Linked DNA regions of Mustela erminea: region 1 is linked to region 2. A link is a contact called in public Hi-C data. All regions are on one chromosome and are shown on one strand. The core of a region is the stretch at or near the end of the contact, and the rest is flanking DNA. Distances in the headings are between cores, read along the strand shown.

Region 1 (3,324 bases), core at 199-2,698, 340 kb after region 2:
GCTCTTGGTCATGAACTCCTTTTCACATCATTTTGTCTCTGGAAATACTTATAGCACTCAACCTCCAGGAGTTTTTCCCAAATTTCAAACCCCATAAAGACTGCCTGGCCACAAGACTGTCCCAAATGTTAAAAGAACCAAGATGCTAAAGCCAAGAGTTTTGAATGAATGCTTGTCATCTCTTGCAAAAGAGCACCATCAAGGCATGAAGTCCTCTGCCTGGGCTATTTCTCACCTGGAACTTCTCCAACTCACTGGTCACCAGGGCCTGGGCTTGAGCCAGAGGCGCATGGCAGCGTTCAATGCACTGGTGCACCTGCTGCATGGACGCCTGGCTGTCCTCACAACAGCTGGCACTGCACCGGAACATGAGGCCCTGAGAGGGAGGGCAGAGAGAGAGAGAGAGGTGAGGCGGGAAAGCCTCTGGGGCAGAGATAATCATGGAGTGCAACAGAGGAGCATCTCTATTTGCACCTCTCCTAACAGACATCAGGAACCTAAAACCACACATGGGAAAAGCATACTCGAAGCCTAGCAGAAGGTTCCATGGCCTTCTTGCTGCTAGCTCATTGGCACTTGTTGCACCGTAGACTGGGTGGACGGAGAAGGTAGCGGTGGGTCAGATGAAGTCAAATTCTGAAAACCAGGTACCTATGCCACTCGGTTCAGAGGTCAGCAACCTCTAGCAATCTGCTTTCCACCAGGGGGCAACCGATCCATTAATCAATGACTCAAGAAGCGCTATTTAGGGAGGCAGGACCAACAGCCACAGACCATTTAGGCGATCAAAGCACAACGGCCGTACAAACCAGCGGTGTGTGGAGCGACACTAAAACCGGCATGACATGGCCACTGAGGAAGCCAAACACTTTTGCCTTTCCGGTGTTTCACCTTGGCCGTGCCCTTTCTGGGCCTCCGCCTGCTCACCTGCCGAAGGGGCAGCGCTACACAGGAACGCGGGGAGGGGGGTGACACCGAACGCCTCACACCAAGGGCTTTCTAACGCTGGTCCGGGGTCTAACACCCCCTCCCCGGAACTGGCCGGGGGGGAAACAGCTTTGCGCGTGGGGAGGGAACACAGATTGCATCCACTCGGCGGAAGCTCCAGGACTTCTGAGGGTGAGAGGTGCTTCCGAGAGCGCGGCGGCGACCCCAGGGACGCCCCGACTCGGGTCTGCGGAGAGGCGGGCAGCGGCGCGCCGCGGCGGCCAAAGGAAGAGCGGACTGCCGGGACTCCCCGGCCTGACCCCCGCCCGCTACCTGCATCTTCCTGATATTCTCTCTCTCCAGACTCTTCACCATGGAGTCCACCGCCTCCTGTACCCGCAGCTGCTGCATCTCCGCCATGGCGACTCCGCGCTGCACACTCTCCGCGCCGGCGCCCACATGGAGCCCCGCGTTCGGCCCGCCCCCTTGCAGCGGCGGCCGGGGTCACCGCCACCCTTCCCCGCCCACGCCGCCGCCTGGCGTCGGAGAGGAGGAACTGCATCCACCCACCCCCTGCTGTGCCCCCCCCCCCCCCGCCTCCTCATCTGGCATGCAGGCGTCTGCCCCTCCTCTCCTCCTGGCCCCGCCCCGCATTCCCTGCTATGCCTGAGCCCCTGGGGGCTGGACAGGGGAGCTGGGACTCGCTGTCTCCATCCTGTCCTCCCTCCTTCCCTGTCTTCCTTCAGAGTCTTAAAATAATATTTAATATAATTAATATTCAGGTCAAAGCACAAATCTTAGTTATATAGCTCGAGGATTTTTAACAAACCTTGCCTTTTCGTAGTCAGTTTTCCCCTTTTCTCCCCCCTTACTCCCCTACCCTTGACCTCAGGCAACAACTGATCTGCTGTTACTACAGATTAAATTTTCCTTTTCCTTAATTTGATGTATGTACGTATGATCGACACTCGGACAATATGGGGTTAATGTGGGATTGGGGCCCCGCCCCCCAACCCCAGTGGAAAAACCCCCGTTTAACTTTTGAATCCCCCCAAACTTAAACTAATAGTTTACTGTTGACCAGAAGCCTTATTGTTAACAGTTGATTAAGATATTTTGCTTGTTTTATGTACTATATACTATATTCTTATAATGAAGTAAGCTAGAGAAAATACTAAGAAAATCCTAAGAGAAAATACATTTGTAGTACTGTATTTATTGGAAAAAAAAAAGTCCCTATATAAGTGGACTGGTGTGGTTCAAACCCATGTTGTTCAGGGGTTAATTGCACGTGTTTTTTTTTAAAAATTATTTAATTTATTTATTTGACAGAGATCACAAGTTAGGCAGAGAGGCAGGCAGAGAGAGAAGGGGCGCTGAGCAGACTCCCTACAGAACAGAGAGCCTGATGCGGGGCTCGATGCGGGGCTCGATGCGGGGCTCGATGCGGGGCTCGATGTGGGACTTGATCCTAGGACTCTGGGATCATCACCTGAGCCGAAGGCAGAGGCTTTAACCCACTGAGCCACCCAGGTGCCCCTCTATGTGTGTTTTTAAGATTGTGTCCCTCTTACACTGCTTTAGCTACTCTCACAAGTTTGAATATAGTTTCCTCAAACATTTTCTAATTTCCATTACGAATTCTTTGATTCATCAATTATTTAGAAGTGCGTCTCTTGATTTCCAAGCATATGAATATTTTTAAGATAATTTCTCCTATCAATTGGAGAGGCGACTGCATTAACGTTAGCAAACATTCTCTGCCTTTTGAAATTTGCTGAAAATTGCTTTAGGACCTCAGAAAGACTTTCCTAACTGCCTACTTCTCCACAGCACATGCTCCTCTGTTATGGCTTCTTTTAATACCCTGTATTGATCTGTGACAGTGCTCATCACTACTGCTCATTACTTGTCCTGTGTTCTTTTTTCCCCCTAGATTAAAACCTCTTCAAGGACAAGGACCATGTTTATCTTTTTCATTGTTCCCCCTCAATTCTTTTTTGAAAATATTTTATTTATTTATTTGAGAGAGAGAGAGAGAGCGCGAGAGCAGGAGATATGGGTGGGTCAGAGGGAGAAGCAGACTTCCCAGTCAACAGGGAGCCCCACTCAGGACTCCATCCTGGGACTCCAAGACCAGGACTCGAGCTGAAGGCAGTCCCTTAACCACCAGAGCCACCGAGGCACCCCTGCTCTTCTTAATTCTTTGTGTTTGGCGAATACTAACCTATTAGTAAAGGTTTGTCTAATGAATGAACACATTTATTTCATTATAGAGGTATTTAATAAAAAATATTTGGAAACCAGACACAAGCAATAATAAATTGAGAAATTAAAAATATTAAATCCATAGGTACTACCCTACTATTCTAAATGCCATTGTTGGGATTTTTCTTA
Region 2 (3,284 bases), core at 198-2,697:
ATGACAAGGAAAGTCATTTAGCTTCTCTGGGTCTGTTTCCTCGTGTTCAAAATGTAATTATTTATCTAATGGAGTCATATTAAGGATTAGTGATAATGCAGGTGACATATAGCAAAGCTATTATTTTCATGTATTGCCAACAGTAAGCTTTTTTTTTTAAAGCTTCGTGAAATATGTTCAAGCTTATGAAGACATTTATTCCTCCTTTTTAACATGGAGATGCCAATGTATTAACAATAACTTGGGTTATAAATCTTGATGGGCTTAGGGAATAATACTTAAATTTTTAGTTCTGTGTATTTCTACTGGTACCCACCCCACACACACCATTTATATTGTACAGTGGAAGTTTGTTCGTTCGTGGGTTTTTTTGTGGTTTTTTTGTTTGTTTGTTTTTTAGTGTTTTCATCTAGAATTAAAAGGGAAGGAAAGACCCTGAACGAGATTTGGGTCAAAAAATCTCGGGATCCAACGCTGGGGATTCTGTAGATGCAGTAAGTTTTTGAGGGAGTGATTATGCCTGCACTTGGGGTAAGGCTGGGAGTGCCAACAGAGACGCGCAGGGCTGTAAACGGCTGCCCCATTCCGCCGCTTTCTGAGGAGAAAAAACGCTGGGCGGCGAGCATTCAACGCAAGGCAAGCTTTTTCCTTCAAGCCCCACAGCCACGTGGCGCCGGCGGAAGCCCCGGGCCCACCAGGTTGCCGGCGCCGCTCTCGCTTCAGTGGGATTCGCAGCGGGGCCCACAGCCGCCAGGGAGCTGGGAAGCCTGGAACCTCTGGGACTGTGGCCGCCGGACCAAGGGCTCCGGCCAGGAATCCGAGCAGGACAAAGAGCCCAGGCGACGCGCGGTGCCAGCCTTCACTCGAAGGATAACCGGCAGGCTCTCGGAACTTTTCCCCGGGGACAGGTCCGGGCAACAGGTCCGAGGCGGGGCCGGGATGGGCCGGACGGAGCGGAGCCCAGCGGCGGCCGTGAATCAGCGCCGGCGCCCAGGTCAGCCCTCCCAGCCAATGCCAGATCAGGGGAGGAGTGGCGGCGCCGCTGATCACCAGCCACTCAGGGCTCGCTGGGCCCGGAGGATGGTGACGTCATCGTAGCTGGGAGGTTTCAGCCGGCTCCACCAATGGGAGATAGGCAAAGTGGCTCGCTTTCTGTAGCTCTGGGCCAATACTAACAAAGCAAAAGGGGGTTGTCGGCATAGAACCAATGGAAAACAGGGAAGGAGCACGAGGCGGAGTTGCGAATCCTGTCACCAATTGGAAAGGGGGGGTGGAGCCCGGGCCTTGTCAAGCGTGACCAACCGGAGAGAGGAGCGGACTCTAGGGGGCGGGGCTGTAATGCTTTTCCCCAATCGGACAAGGCCAGGGGCGGGGAATTCTTTAGGGTGCCCAATGAGGAACGCAGCCGAAGCGGGCCTGTCAAGAGAAGGGCCTGGGGGCGGGGGGATGGTGAGTCGGAGATAAACACTCCGCGGCGGTGGCGGCTGCTGCTCTTCTTCGGGTTCTGTCACGGTGTCGGCGGTGCCCAGCTCACCGGCCCCCCTTCGCCGCTTCCGGCGAGCGTGGTCGGCAGAGAGGCTCTCTCAACCCTGCTCTGCGGGGTCCACAGCAGGGCGCGGGTGTCCGGCGGCGGCGGCGAGCCCGTGGGCAGTGGGGGTTGGTCCCGTGGCTCCGGCCCCCGGTGCAGAATGGCGGCGGCGGTTCGGATGAACATCCAGATGCTGCTGGAGGCGGCTGACTACCTGGAGCGGCGGGAGAGAGGTGCACGGGGACGGGAGGGGTCCATCCCGAGCCGGGGCCGGGGGCTCTGAGGGACCCGGCCGCGGGGTAGGGGCGCCCAGCCTCTCTGGGGGTGGTTGGAGGCGCAGAGACCGCGACCGCGAGCGCTCCCAACCCCTCCAGCTCTCCCCACGCGCGGTCCGAAGGGAGGCCGCTGCTGCCCCAAAGGCAATGAATGAGGGTGGGGAAAGGGGCCGCTGCCTCCGGAGTCCCGAGCGCTGCCCCCCCACCGCAAAGCAAATGGGGTGCCTGGGGTCCTCTCGGCCAGACCCTTGGTTTACCCACCGGGGCTTGTCCGGAGCGGCCCCCAATTGGGCCTGGCGCCCCGTCTCCCAGCTGGAGGAGCAGCGATTCCCCTGCGCGCCCCCTTCCCCGCCCTCTGGGTTTCGGGTGTTTGCCCCGCACCTTCGCCCGAGGCTGGTCCCACTTAAAGCACGCCAACCTGCTGGACGTTGCCAGTGGGGAACCCAAGCTCCATGAGCTCAGCGACTTGCTGTGTCTTTCTCAACAATGAGCAGCTGGAATGCTTCTTACACCTGCTCCGAACTGAGGGTATTCACACAATTTAAAAAAAAAAAAATCATTGTTCTAAGAATTCCACCTTGCATCGTTTGTTTCTTAACACAATATTCTTTTAATGAAAAATAAAATTTAAAAAGGAAATACTGTAGAGGGGAGAGAGTATTGAATGTTCTAGGCTCATTCATTAACTGGATCCTTCGGTTTTCTAGAAGCTGAACATGGTTATGCCTCCATGTTACCATACAATAACAAGGACAGAGATGCCTTAAAACGGAGGAACAAATCCAAGAAGAATAACAGCAGTAGCAGGTAATTTGGTAAATATTTCTCTTTCTCTTTTAGATTACACTGCAGATGATACAAACTGCAGAATGGAAGTTGTCTGTTGTGATTATAACCCAGTAAATACATTAAGTAGCAATCATGATTGAGTCAGGCACACATGGTCTTAAGCCATTGGAGGAAGGAGCCCTTGTGTTTGAGTTGAGACAGAAGAGAGAAATGGAAGTGTTTTACATTTCTTTATGAACTTTTAAACTTTATTTTGCTTTTCTTCCCTTTTGGAACAAAAATCTATGGAAACTTCCAGTGAGATTAGGAACAATGACAATATGTTGCCTTCAGAAATCAGATTAAAGGCAGGTTTTTTTTTATAATTGAAAATGCTGGACATTATCCATTTCTTTTACTTTTCATAGTGAAGATTTTATAAACATGCTAAAGTATTCAATTTAGTGTAGGTGGTAAGATTTCATATTTGACATGTAAATGAAATGCAGTGGTTTGTCTCATAAACTGTTAAATCTGTTTATAGTGGCAAAGAGGAATGATGGAGGTTAAGACCTGCCTTTTTGGTGATGGAAAATTAATATTAAAATATTAATATGCCACAGCCCTTTTATGTTAGCCTTCTAGTTCTTAAAATCTGTGAATTTCACTGGGAATTATGTGGTTAATGATCAGTGAAATCACATTAAAACCCT

The links. A called contact is a pair of places that touch in the nucleus more often than the background predicts.
Region 1: a Hi-C map of spleen shows a contact between it and region 2, with 13 times the contacts expected there. The contact joins the promoter of FAM136A here to the promoter of MXD1 in region 2. A contact is called at or near these places in 2 of 3 Hi-C or Micro-C datasets (skeletal muscle and spleen).

What each region holds. Positions count from the first base shown.
Region 1 is chr7:88,691,304-88,694,627 of mMusErm1.Pri, forward strand. It overlaps FAM136A (protein FAM136A), which reads right to left and starts at 1,449. Exons shown (of 3, transcript XM_032352382.1): 1 at 1,261-1,449; 2 at 236-376. The coding sequence starts at 1,347.
Region 2 is chr7:88,349,500-88,352,783 of mMusErm1.Pri, forward strand. MXD1 (max dimerization protein 1) reads left to right here and starts at 1,448. Exons shown (of 6, transcript XM_032352355.1): 1 at 1,448-1,761; 2 at 2,511-2,610. The coding sequence starts at 1,689.